2 separate regions of the Macaca mulatta genome follow, and region 1 is linked to region 2. Evidence: chromatin contacts called from public Hi-C data. All regions are on one chromosome and are shown on one strand. Each heading gives the region's core, a stretch centred on a gene start, on an enhancer-like site or on the middle of the called end of the contact. The rest is flanking DNA. Distances are from core to core; before and after follow the strand shown.

Region 1 (6,237 bases), core at 244-2,743, 190 kb before region 2:
TGCGGACCCCGCGATAAACACGCAGACACACAAAATCACTACCGCCTTGAGTCTGGACAGCTACCTCAGGTTGTTAGTATCTTACAGGAGCAGAGCGGAGCTCGGACCGACTTAGTGTGCGTGCTGGGTTCCGGCGCCCCCGGCCTGCCACCCAGGTCAGCATCGCAGCCACGCAGGGAGGCGGCAGTTCTGTCTACGGAATGACTACCTCTGGTGATTCCACTTCTCATAGCTCGCCGCTGGGAGGAAAGTACCACCTCTGGACTCACAAGATCTATTCCAGAGGATCCGCACTGGTGAATTGATTTTAGAAGACAGTGTGGTCTGTTGACAGTATGGAAGGTTCTTTACCCATTAGATATGATCTGTCTGTGATTGGAAGGAAACAGACCAGATGCTAACACTTCTCTGTAGATGTTCAGATTCAGTAATTTTTGTATTTTTCTCTACACTTTTGTTTTTTCAAATTTCCTAGCACAGGAAGACTTTGACTTACTGCGCATGTCATTTTAAATGACCTTTATAAAAACTATAGAAACAATTTGCTATGTCATGAAAGTAACATTCAAATAAAGTATGCACATTGTGGCCACAAAGTAAAACTTGTGTGGAAAGTAATGTGCAAAACAAAAAAAAAATTAAGTAAGCTGGTGGTGAATGGCCAAAGGAAAAGACTTTGTAAAAAACTTTTTAAAAGATGGTACTAGTGGGCCGGGTGCGGTGGCTCACGCCTGTAATCTCAGCACTTTGGGAGGCCGAGGCGGGCAGATCACGAGGTCAGGAGATCGAGACCATCCTGGCTAACACGGTGAAACCCCGTCTCTACTAAAAATACAAAAAGTAGCCTGGCGTGGTGGCGGGAGCCTGTAGTCCCAGCTACTCGGGAGGCTGAGGCAGGAGAATGGCATGAACCCAGGAGGCAGAGGTTGTGGTGAGCCAAGATCGTGCCACTGCACTCCAGCCTGGGCGACAGAGCAAGACTCCGTCTCAAAAAAAAAAAAAAGATAATAGTGTATTTTTAGAAGATGGTAATAGTGTCTCTTCTGCATTGTAAACCCAGAGCTGTGACCAGGCCAGTGGGGCATCTCTGTGTGCTCCAGTTTTCATTATCCAGATGATGGTCTGTGCCCTTTGAGTTTACCTTACTTTTGCAGATTACAGAGTAAAGCCGCCAGCAGAAGCAATACAGACGTTACTGGGCCTTTCCACTGGATCATCATCATGCTTCTGAAGAAAAAACAAAAGTGCAAACATTACAATAGATTCAGCTCCTTTAGTTCTCACTTCTGTCTCCAAGTCAAGATAAAATACTGACATTGAAAGAGAATGGATGACATGCTTGAAATGAGTCATGTTGGCCGGGCGCGGTGGCTCAAGCCTGTAATCCCAGCACTTTGGGAGGCCGAGACGGGTGGATCACGAGGTCAGGAGATCGAGACCATCCTGGCTAACACGTCTCTACTAAAAAATACAAAAACTAGCCAGGTGAGGTGGCGTGCGCCTGTAGTCCCAGCTACTCGGGAGGCTGAGGCAGGAGAATGGCGTAAACCCGGGAGGCGGAGCTTGCAGTGAGCCGAGATTGCGCCACTGCACTCCAGGCTGGGCAACAGAGCGAGACTCCATCTCAAAAAAAAAAAAAAAAAAGAAAAAGAAATGAGTCATGTGCCTGAAGAGTCATTAACAAAGAATGGTTCCAGAGGAAAGCCAGGAGAAACTCCCCATGGATTTAGAGACAGAGCTCTCATCTTTGACATGTTACTTTTTCCTTGTCTCAGGCTTCCTTGGAAAACCACCAACCTATAACTAACTTTCTGGGAGTAAAGCTTCAGGTAGAAGAAAATTGGATCAAACTTGGAAAACGTAAGTGGTCACTTAAATTGTCAGTACACAAAGATACAAAACAATCCAGTATGGGGCACGCAAACCTGCTCCTGGAGTGGTTTTCCATTTGCAGTAGAGGCCTCGACAGTCCTTCACCAGCTTCTCCTGTGGCTGTGCCATTCTTTACCCCACCCCTGGTTGGCATCAATGGAGACATAGCCACTTGACCTTCAGACCATTGTTGGCCCTCCCTGGGCCATTTTCCTTAGTGTTCTTTTGGATCAAGACATTTCCATGTTATATCTAAATATTTATTCTTGAGTTTTAAACCCCTGGCTACTTCCTGCTTATCTCTCAAGCCTTGGCTCATATGCTGCTCCCTCCGAGTGATCTTCCTTGACCTTCTTGACTAGGTTGGTTCAAGGTTAATCGAGCTATGTGCTCTCCCCACATCATCCAGTACATCCCCTATTGTAACATGTATTCACTTATTCATTCAACGAGTATTTCCTGCACTGAGTCCCTGCAATGTACCAGGTACTGTTCTAGTATCGGGACTGTAGTGGGAATAAAATTAAGTCCCTACCCTTGTGGGGATAGATTCTAGTGCAAGGACAATAGACAATACCAACGTCTATATTTTAATATCTGGTAGTAAGTGCTATGGAGGGAAAAAGGCAAGATCAAGAGACAGATGCTGGGGCGATGCTGATTGAGATGGGCTAATCAGGGAAGGCTTCTCAAGGAGATGGCATTTGAACTGAGGCTTAAATGAAATAAGGGGTGAGCCTCATCAAGACTTAGGAGACGTGTCCCAGGTCACGGAGACAGCAAATGTCCCCCTTGGGGTGGTGGGGAGGTTCTTCACTAAATTCACACGGGTTGGTAGTACCTGGCATGCGATAGGGGCTTAAACATATGGAACAGATGGATGAAGATAATTTACAAATCTTGCCCTATACACAAACGTTTGCCTGTGTACCCCTTTTATCTGGAATATCCTCTTCTCTTTGTTGCCTACCTAGATGCCCCCAGTCTGTCTACTCCATTAAACTTTGCATGCTTGGAGCCCCTGGTCTCAGCACACTGAGTCGCACAAGCCGGCCTGCAGCAGCTATACAGCACCACAGGAGTCCCCTGCAGAGCTGCGACTTCGAGTGGGTATAGTGACGGAACTCAGGTCCCTCAAGGGATGAGCACTCCAACTTTGAAACCACAAGCAGCCTGTAAGTGTGGACGAAGAGGCAGCTGCATGTTATAAAACAGTATTACACTTTCGGATCCAGCTTCTTTTGGTCCCATGGGTAGGAAAGAGGGGCAATTTGCTGAAGCTCACTGCCCTTCCAGTACTCACAAGCCAAGGGCCCTGTGGGGTCTGTTTCACAGGACTCATGCTCATGGCAGCTGAGCACATCTGTCCTATATGTCTGCCAGCAGCCATGACCCTCTCCTGTGATGACAGCCTTGACTCTATTTAGAAACTCCATTTCCGACTGCATCTCACAGCTGAATGGTCCTGGAATCCTTTATTGCCCCTTGCCCCATCACAAGAGACAGCCAGCCACAGCCACTTTTATCTCGACAACACACTAAATAGCGACAGAACAAAAAGGCAAGTTGTAGACTCACCAGGATTTATACATATTTCATTTTTTATTACCAATCAAAAATAAATTCCATATATCCTTTAGCAAATATTATCATTGTTTTGTGACAAAAGACACAAGAGTCATAACAACAAAACTCCCCGAGAGTCAAACTCATAACGCCAAAGTAAATCACAAAAATATACAAATTAAAATATTATGCAAAATAAATACGGCGGCTGTGACCTGCCTACCCATTTGGATGCCATTGGCAAAGGTCTCCCTTACACGGAAGACACAGCGGGCGGGACAGTTCCAGGGTATGGCTCATCCCAGGAACCAGAGGTTGAAATAGGAAGTGAAAAATTGCACTGGGAAGAGGAAGTCATCAGACCAACAGTATTTGGAAATAATGATGACCCTCTGTGAGAAGGGATGATCAATGGACCAGGGAAGAGGAGGGTCAGCCAGTTGGCGGTAACCGTGTGCACAGAGGTCACTGTGGAGGTGTGTACACCTGCCCCTTTTGCTTCCCACACCCCCACCAACGTCTTTTGCTCCACCTGGCAGTCAGGCTGTCAGGAGTACAGCTCTGCCAGCTTCCAAAAGGACTTGGGAGCAAGCTGCTCCTGGAGAAGACTAAGGGCTTTCCCCCAATAGGGAACAAAAGTCTGGTGTCTTTTTTCCTTAAAGTTGAGAACCCACGGGTGTCACCACCTTCTCTCCAGGCGTCCAGGAGTCAGTTCTATGGCTAGGAGACCTCAGACTGGCCAGGGTAGGCATACTTGGTGCAAGACAATCCCTGGTCCTAAGAGTTAGGATTCTCTAGGCACCTGGAGAGCAGGGCACTTGGGGTGAGAAAAGGAGTGAATAAATAATACTCAGGCGGAAGGCCTGCAGTTTCACTGGCCAGGCTCTCAGGACCCAGCTCCTGCTGCACCCAGCAGAAAGGCCAACGGGGACCTTGGTCCCACAGCCTCCCCGACTCTGGGAAACCTGGAGTTCTGCAGCAGGGCCTGATTCAGCCCCAGGGAAGAGGCGCCAGGGTAGCAATTCACATGGGGGCAGAGCTCTTGGTACAGTACTACTAACTTCAGCAAGGGCAGGACGACCTCTCACACTAGGATCACGCCTGTGAGAAAGCAGGGTTGCAAGCTGCATGCCTTTAGGAGGAGCTGTCCTCTCCTGAGGTTCCATAAGGGGGTGGATAAGGCCAGGTGAGCCTTGCCAGCCGCAGAGGAAAGGACATAAAGAACCTGCTTCCGTGGCTTCCCACACGTCCTCTTGTCCCCATCCCCAAGAGGGACTGAGGCTTGGGGATTCGAAATAAGGAATCTGGGGAAAAGGCTTCAGTCAACAAGTCAGCCTTGACTCTTATTGTGGGGCGGGGGTGGTACTGACTGCTAACAATGCAGATGCCGATGACTGACAGTTCCTCCCGGAACCAAAAGGAAGAACCTAGACAAGTCACCTCCAACGTAGATGCCCTCCTGCCGAGGGGGAACCTTTGGTAACAGTGAGGGCAGGGCCTGGGGAGCAGGGGTGAGCAATCGAAGGCCTGAGACCCTGCCTAACACTTGAGTCTGCCCCGTCACGAAGGGGCCAGTTGTCCAAAGGGCTGGATGGGAGGCGGGGGGGGGGGGGGATGTGTCTGTCCTCAGCCGAGTCCTGACTCACCAGGAGAGGCTGTCGGCAGAGTTCTAGGAGATTTCTGGGTACAGCGGTTGACAGCAGATGTGCTCCTCTCCATAGCTCGGATTATCATGTCCCTGATCACAGCTACCCAGGAGCTCCTGGCCTCCGCATTGTCAGACAAGCTACGGCGCAGGTGCCCAGGCAGCTGATCTCCATGCCAGTTGGTTCTTTGCTTCCTGTGAAGAGCTGTCTTCCTTCCAAGAGACGAGCCTCCGCCGGCAGGCTCTGGGATCCCACCTCCGGAGGAGGAAGAGGGGGGGAAGGGAGAGCTCCCTCAGTCAGGGACACAAGCTGGAAGGCCATGGCTGGGAGCAGATCATGTCCATTGCTTCCCAGGACAAGAAACCCTTCTTCTTTTATAGTTTTTAGGGAAAAAAAATTTTTTTTAATAAAGTTCCTTAACCCTGTCTTCCCTTCCCAAAATTATATTTAAAAAGAAGAGCGATGAGCCTAGTTTAGAAATACTCTCAGTAAAAAAACAGCCTTTGCTCATGGTAGCTGGCCCACTGCCCCATCTATCCAGGGCTGGACAGTGCCACCTCAGAGCTACTCAGAGGTCCCTGGCAGAGGCCAGATCCCCCACAGGCTGGGGGCCATCTGGCTGCTCAATCAGACAGGCTATCTATCTGCAACCTTTCTGGACTAACAGGTTCCCTCTCTTCATGTGGGCCCACTGGGGAGGCCCCCGCAGGGTAGGCGGGGGGCCCCGGGCCCTCCTGTCAGATGGCACTCTCGTGGGAGGCTTTGTGCAGCAAGGAGTTACGCTCGTTGAGAAGAGTCGTGGTCTCATCCACCACGGGCAGCTCAGACTTCTCGGCCAAGTTCTCCATGTGGGTGGTGCACCCGTCTATGGGAAACTGAGGGCTGTTCTCCATGCGCGAGGCCAGCAGCCCGTTCTGGTACTGCTGCCGAGTGATCTGCAGGAGGAAGGGATGAGTTCATGGAGAGAGGGGCTGGGAGGCAGACCCTATCACCAGGCCTGGAGAAACAGGGCCAGGACTGAGGCTGTGAGTTGAGAGAGAACACGACCAGTCAGGGCCTCTGGAAGCCCTTACGAAGAACAAGGTGCACGATCAAGAGGAGAAGGCACCTCAGGGCCGGGCATGGTGGCTCATACCTGTAATCCCAGCGCTTT
Region 2 (6,924 bases), core at 599-3,098:
AGGAAATTAGCTTTTGAATGAATGAGCTCCTATGGAAGGTCGAGGAAGCCCATGCAGTTTTGAAGTGGCTGTCTTTATGGCTGTCAGAGCCTCTGAGCATTAAGGTGGAGCTGGGGCATTTACTGTTATTCTCCACAGCAAGGTTTTTTAGGTTTTAGGGTTGAACGTTGTATAAATTACATCTTATTTAATAGTTAGAAGGAAAACTAATGAATATCTAAAAGCTGGGAGCAGTGGCTCATGCCTGTAATCCCAGCACTTTAGGAGGCCGAGGTGGGTGGATCACGAGGTCAGGAGATGGAGACCATCCTGGCTAACACAGTGAAACCCTGTCTCTCCTAAAAATACAAAAAAATTATCCGGGCGTGGTGGCACACGCCTGTAGTCTCAGCTACTCGGGAGGCTGAGGCAGGAGAATCGCTTGAACCCTGGAGGCGGAGGTTGCAGTGAGCCGAGATCACGCCACTGCACTCCAGCCTGGCCGACAGAGAGAGACCCCGTCTCAACAACAACAACAACAAAACAAAACAAAACAAAAAATCAAACTCATTAATAAGCCAAGAAACGGGATAAGATACCATTTATCACCTCTTAAATTGGCAAAGAATGAATCTCGGCTCGGCGATCTCGGCTCACCGATCTCTGCCTCCCGGGTTTAAGTGATTCTCCTACCTCAGCCTCCCGAGTAGCTGGGATTACAGGCATGGGCCACCACACGTGGCTAATTTTTGCATTTTTAGTAGAGACAGGGTTTCGCCATTTTGGCCAGGCTGGTCTTGAACTCCTGAACTTGTGATCCATCCGCCTCAGCCTCCCAAAGTGCTGGGATTACAGGTGTGAGCCACCACACCTGGCCATTTTTAAAAATTTAATTAATTAATTTTTTTAAAAAAATAGAAACGAAGTCTGACTGTTCTGTGCAGGCTGGTCTTGAACTCTTGGTCTCAAGCGATCCTCCCACCTGGGCCTCCCAACGTGCTGGGATGATAGGCATGAGCCACAGCTCCCGGGTGAGATTTATCATCTTGAACCATGACTCTTGCTCTCTCAGTCAGTCAACCAAATAACCAATTATTGATCAGTCATCATTTGAACAATTACCTATGTCCTGGGCTCTATGTTCTCTGGAGGATACAAAGGTTAATTTCCCTGACTTTGAGGATCTACTGTCTCTACACAAAAACACATAGGAAAGTTAACCACACAAAGCGATCTAGGGTCAGTAACAAAATTCTATTTTTTTTTTGAGACATGGTCTCACTCCGTCGTCCAGGCTGGAGTTCCGTGGCGCGACCATGGCTCATGGCAGCCTGGACCTCCTAGACTCAAGTGATCCTCCCACCTCAGCCTCCCGAGTAGCTGGGACTACAGGCATACATCACTATCACACATGCCTAATTTCTAAAATTTTTTGTAGATACAGAGGTCTCATCATATTGGCCAGGCTCATCTCAAATTCCTGAGCTCAAGAGATCCTCCCGCCTAGGCCTCCCAAAGCGCTGGGATTACAGGCGTGAGCCACACAGGTACATTCTTAATGAGGAAATTCAGGGGACTGCCCTGGTGGAGGTGGACAGTTGGGTGCTCGACCGCCCAGAGGGCACAAAGGACCAACACGATGGGGGTGGCGAGAACTGGGGCCGTAGAAGCCAGCCTCGTCCTCCGCCCTCGCTTTCCCTACTGAAAATGCGCGAGGGGGACACTCCAGCCCAGGTGCTGACTTTCTGCTTCGGACACGCTCTCGCGCTCTCGGCGCTCCTCTTCCGGACTGAGGCGCCGGGGCTTTATCCGTTCCGGGCTTTGCCGCTCACCGCCTCTCCCTTCCCAGGCCGTGAGCCTCTTCCGCGTTTTACTCGGTGCCCGCAGCGCCGGGGCGTGGAGGCGTTGACGCGCACGCGCTGAGGGATCTGGCCCGGGCCGAGCGCGCGGCCGTAAGAGCGCGGGTGAGAGCTGCGTTGGCTTCGAGGGGAGTGGCGGGCCGTGGGGTTCGCGGCCCTGGTTGGGACGGCCGGGGGTCTCGGCGAGGGCTTCAGGGCTCTCGGGGCGTGCGGGGGCCCGGGCTAGGGCCGGCTGCCGGGGCTGGTCGGGCGGGTTGGGCCGGGGGCGGGCGGGGGCCGCGTCTGGGCCTCGGTGACGCGGACGCCGAGCCGTGCCCCAGGGAGCGGGAGGCGGGAGGCGGCGGGCGGCGGCGGGCGGCGGCGGGCGGCGGGCGGGGGCCAGGAGGCTCCTCCTCGTCGCGAACTCTGCATGACCTTGGCCAAGTCGCTTCAGTTCCCCGAGCTGGCGACCTCGTCTGTAAAATGCGAGTCATGGCCCTGTCTCCTCGATGGAGGCTCAGTGGCAGGAACGCCTGCGGGGCCGCCGGGGTCCGGGGCGGTTTGCTGGGGACGCCTCGCCGGGGGTGCGGGCGAAAGGGCTTCCACGGGGACCATTTTGTCACAGGCTTTGTGGGGGGAGCTCTCCTTTTCGTATAAACTCTGGAATATTACGAAGTACCGACAGAACTTTTGTTTCACGCGGTACGAGGGACTCGAAGGACATGGAGCCCTAGCTGGGATTCGCTTTTTTGAGGCCCGCGTTGCCCTGCCCTTTAGCGGTGCCCACGCTCCTGCTGCGGACCGGGCTCGGTTGGCATCGTCGGTAGAGGATGATGTGAAGCGACAGAGAACCTTAGCTTTCGACAAACTCACGTTTGTGATTTCCCGTTTGCCAGAACTCTTCCTGCCCACCTAGGAAGTTGTGCTGGCCAAGCAGGTGTAGTGTCTGTCCACGCCAGGTCTTTCTGAACCTCGGGGTCGGTGAGCTCTCCCGTTAGCGAATTTCAGTTCGCTAGAGGTTGAGTATGGGACAACTCATGGCACCTCGTTTTTCTTTTTTTTTTTTTCCTTTTTTTTTGGTGTTGGTGTGGGATTCCACGAACCCTCCCCACCAGAGGTCTGCTGTGAAATGGATACTCAACAGGAATGATAGTAGGTTACAAAAGTAAGCATGTTCGATGGTGTAGATTGGGAGAAATTCAGAATATTGGAATTGACCTAAACTGAAACTTCTCACTGCAGGTGACTAGCATGCAGATACCCTTGCTCTGACTTTCTGCCCCTCCACTGACATGGCCCACCGGGGTGGGGAGAGGGACTTCCAGACTTCAGCTCGACGCATGGGCACCTCGCTGCTCTTCCAGCTTTCAGTGCACGAACGGGAGCTGGACCTGGTTTTTCTGGATCATAGCTATGCCAAGCCTTGGAGTGCCCACCCAGATGCCAGTAGTGCCCGCCCCACCCGCATGCTCTTTGTCACTCCCCGGCGGCAGCACGAAAGTACCATGTGAGTTTGGGCTTCTGAGGGCTGCTGCTGCCATCACTGGGCAGTGATCAGATGGGAATTTAGAGAGGATTTTCTCAGGATTGACTGGGGGAGATTGTATGAGGCGTTTGGATGTTAAATTCAGGCATCTCTTAAGCAGCATAAGGATAGCAGGCTTGAATGTGGATATCTGTATGAGACAGCTAACAAGAATTAGGAAAGCAAGACATGGAAATGAAAAGCAGACGACCTATTCCACTTAGATAATAGGATGTGTGGAAAGGGGAAAATCGCAGAGGGTTATTTAACTGGTGAAGAAAAAGACTGAAAAGTTGATTTTAAAACATTACCACACAGGATACGACTCCTTATCACATTAGTCCAGTGCTCTGGGTTGCTTGACAGTGGCAACAATAGCCTTTTTATAGTAATGCATTTTGCTTTTCTTGGCTTCACACAGGAAGGTTAGAAGCCAGTTCCCAAGACATTGCTTTTTCTCTTCCCTTGTTACAGAGCTGCTATCCATGGGTTAATCTAAACCCTTCTTATGTCTAATGGTATTTTCACCCAGCCTATGTTATAGGGTAAGGAAGTTTCATAAATTGACTACCTGATGTGTGATACAGTTACATTTGGTCTAAATAAACCTGTTTGCCAATTCTTTCGCACTTTAAGGCACTCTAATTATGTTTCAAGATGTGTTGATATATTCTGTTATGGTGATCAAAGGAGGACTTTTGGAGAAGAGTTTTTTCTGTTTTTTTTTTTTTTTTTTTTTTTTTTTTGAGACGGAGCCTCGCTCTGTTGCCCAGGCTGGAGTGCAGTGGCCGGATCTCAGCTCACTGGAAGCTCCGCCTCCCGGGTTTACGCCATTCTCCTGCCTCAGCCTCCTGAGTAGCTGGGACTACAGGCGCCCGCCACCTCGCCTGGCTAGTTTTTTTGTGTTTTTTAGTAGAGATGGGGTTTCACCGTATTAGCCAGGATAGTCTCGATCTCCTGACCTCGTGATCCGCCCGTCTCGGCCTCCCAAAGTGCTGGGATTACAGGCGTGAGCCACCGTGCCCGGCCTTCTGTTTGTTTTTGATCTGACCTAATGTTTAATCTTTCCTTAAGCACTGGTTTCAATTTTGTGGGGCTTCTTTAGAGTCCCCCCTCCTGGAATTGAGCCCTTGTAGAGGCTTCTTTAGAGTCCCCCCTCCTGGAATTGAGCCTTAATGACCTGAGGAGTTAGAGATATCACGATGTGTGTGTGGTTTTTTTTTTTTTTTTTTTTTTTTTTTTGAGACAGAGTCTTGCTCTGTTGCCCAGGCTGGAGTGCAGTGGTGTGATCTCGGCTCACTGCAACCTCCACCTCCTGGGTTCAAGCGATTCTCCTGCCTCAGCCTCCTGAGTAGCTGGGACTACAGGCATGTGCCACCATGCCTGGCTAATTTTTGTATTTTTGGTAGAGACAGGGTTTAACCCACCATGTTAGCCAGGCTGGTCTCGAACTCCTGACCTCAGGCAGTCCACCCGCCTCAGCCTCCCAAAGTGCTGGGATTACAGGCATGAGCCACCGCGCCTGACCCACTACGTGTGTTTTAAACATGTGCAGAATAGTGTTTTTTATTTCATTTCCCAATGACTTTTTAATTTTGTTGCCTTTTTTTGGTTGTACATGAGATAAAATCTGTAACTTTAGGCAATAATTTAGCATAATCCTGATGCCTCTGGCCTAGGGCGTAACTGAAAAGCTCCTTTAAATAGTAGTTGAAATCTTTTCATTTTTGGCTGCATATTAGCTTCTTGCTGACATTAAAACTCCTGTGGCCACATCTCATGACATTTTCTTTTTTTTTTTTTTTTTTTTTTTGAGACGGAGTCTAGCTCTGTCGCCCAGGCTGGAGTGCCGTGGCCGGATCTCAGCTCACTGCAAGCTCTGCCTTCCGGGTTCACGCCATTCTCCTGCCTCAGCCTCCCGAGTAGCTGGGACTACAGGCGCCCGCCACCTTGCCCGGCTAGTGTTTTGTATTTTTTTTTTTTAGTAGAGATGGGGTTTCACTGGGTTAGCCAGGATGGTCTCGATTTTCTGACCTCGTGATCCGCCCGTCTCGGCCTCCCAAAGTGCTGGGATTACAGGCTTGAGCCACTGCGCCAGGCGACATTTTCTTAAAGTGAGATTCTGTGGACTTGGTTCTTTTGGTACTTAGAAAATTGTTTCCTTTTATAATCTCTGTCTCCAAATATAGACCCTGAAAATGAGAATTCGGCATGCTTTAAGAACTCTTTTAGGCCAGCGTGGCCAGAATATAATAGCAGTAGGGGTATAAGTGGGAGGTAGGGAGAAGTTGGCAGAGGTTACCTCGTGAAGGAATTTGATACTAAGAGTGGTGAGAAGCCATTGAAGGATCTTAAGCTAGAGATTCAATTTATACTTTAAAAAGATCATTTTGGATTTTTTGTTGAGTATGTTGTAGTGCAGGAGTAGAACTTATAGGATCAGCTGCAGGCTGCCATTGCAATGGACTGAGATGGGCCAGAAATCATGATATCTTGTATCGGGCAGGAACAGTACAAATGGAGAAATACAGATGACTTCGAGATGTATTTCATAGGTAGAGTGAATAGGTTAATAGGATCTGCAATAGTGAATTGGAAAGAAGAGCAAGAACCAGGGTTAAAGGAAAAGGTAAAATTAGGATGACAGATTTCTGGCTTGAGCAATTGGGTGGTGCCATGAGTTAGGGAAAACTGGGGGAGGATAGGTTTGTGATGGTGAAATCAAGAGTTCTCTTTTAGGTACACGTATCCAAGTACCTAGCTCAATGTCTGGCCTAGAGAAGATTATCAGCTCTTTTGCCCACCACCAAATCTAGCTGCACGTGATTTCATTTCGTTTCATAATGATGTAATTATTTCAGTCATTGGAAATGGATGCAGTAAGGTCACTGAGGTCAAAAAGTTAACATAAAGTTTGGCAGATAGCCACTAGACCAGTTTGTTTGGCATAGTATTTGGGGTGACAAAGTTGGTGCAATATATCATAAAGTGGGAAGGACGCTTGGGGCACTAGTATTTCTTTTTTTCTTTCTTTCTTTTTTTTTTTTTTTGAGTCAGAGTCTCACTGTGTTACCCAGGCTGGAGTGCAATGGCACAATCTTGGCTCACTGCAACCTCTGCCTCCCAAGTTCAAGCAGTTCTCCTGCCTCAGCCTCCCAGGTAGCTGGGATTATAGGCACCCGCCACCACGCCTGGCCAATTTTTGTATTTTTGTTAGAGACAGAGTTTCCCCATGTTGGTCAGGCTCGTCTTGAACTCCTGACTTTAAGCAATCCACCTGCCTTGGCCTCCCAAAGTGCTGGAATTACAGGCATGAGCCACCATGCCTGGCTGGATTTCATTTTAAAATATGAAAGACCTTTAGATGTTCATTTATATTTGTTTCTGTTCTAGGCTCTGTACAAAATGAGCTAAATAGCTAAGGTATGTGCATTCCAGGTCATCTGTCTTAGGTAATCATACAGAAGGAAATCATAGACTTTACAGCATATATTAATAACTACCAGTTGACTTGCTATTGAAAGGGAAAGTTTGTATGAATTTAAAACCCTAGACCAGCACTGTTTAACAGAACTCTCTGTA

The links. Hi-C and Micro-C count contacts between places; a contact is called where the count stands out from the background.
Region 1: a contact with region 2 is called in a Hi-C map of fetal cortex germinal zone, with 2.3 times the contacts expected there. The contact joins the promoter of CNNM3 here to the promoter of KANSL3 in region 2. A contact is called at or near these places in 2 of 14 Hi-C or Micro-C datasets (fetal cortex germinal zone and fetal cortical plate).

The regions. Positions count from the first base shown.
Region 1 is chr13:5,474,545-5,480,781 of T2T-MMU8v2.0, reverse strand. It overlaps CNNM3 (cyclin and CBS domain divalent metal cation transport mediator 3), which reads right to left and starts at 1,493. Exons shown (of 9, transcript XR_013402587.1): 1 at 1-1,493. It overlaps CNNM4 (cyclin and CBS domain divalent metal cation transport mediator 4), which reads right to left. Exons shown (of 7, transcript NM_001356559.2): 7 at 3,439-6,019. The coding sequence ends at 5,822.
Region 2 is chr13:5,289,100-5,296,023 of T2T-MMU8v2.0, reverse strand. It overlaps KANSL3 (KAT8 regulatory NSL complex subunit 3), which reads left to right and starts at 1,848. Exons shown (of 21, transcript NM_001194121.2): 1 at 1,848-1,943; 2 at 3,060-3,324.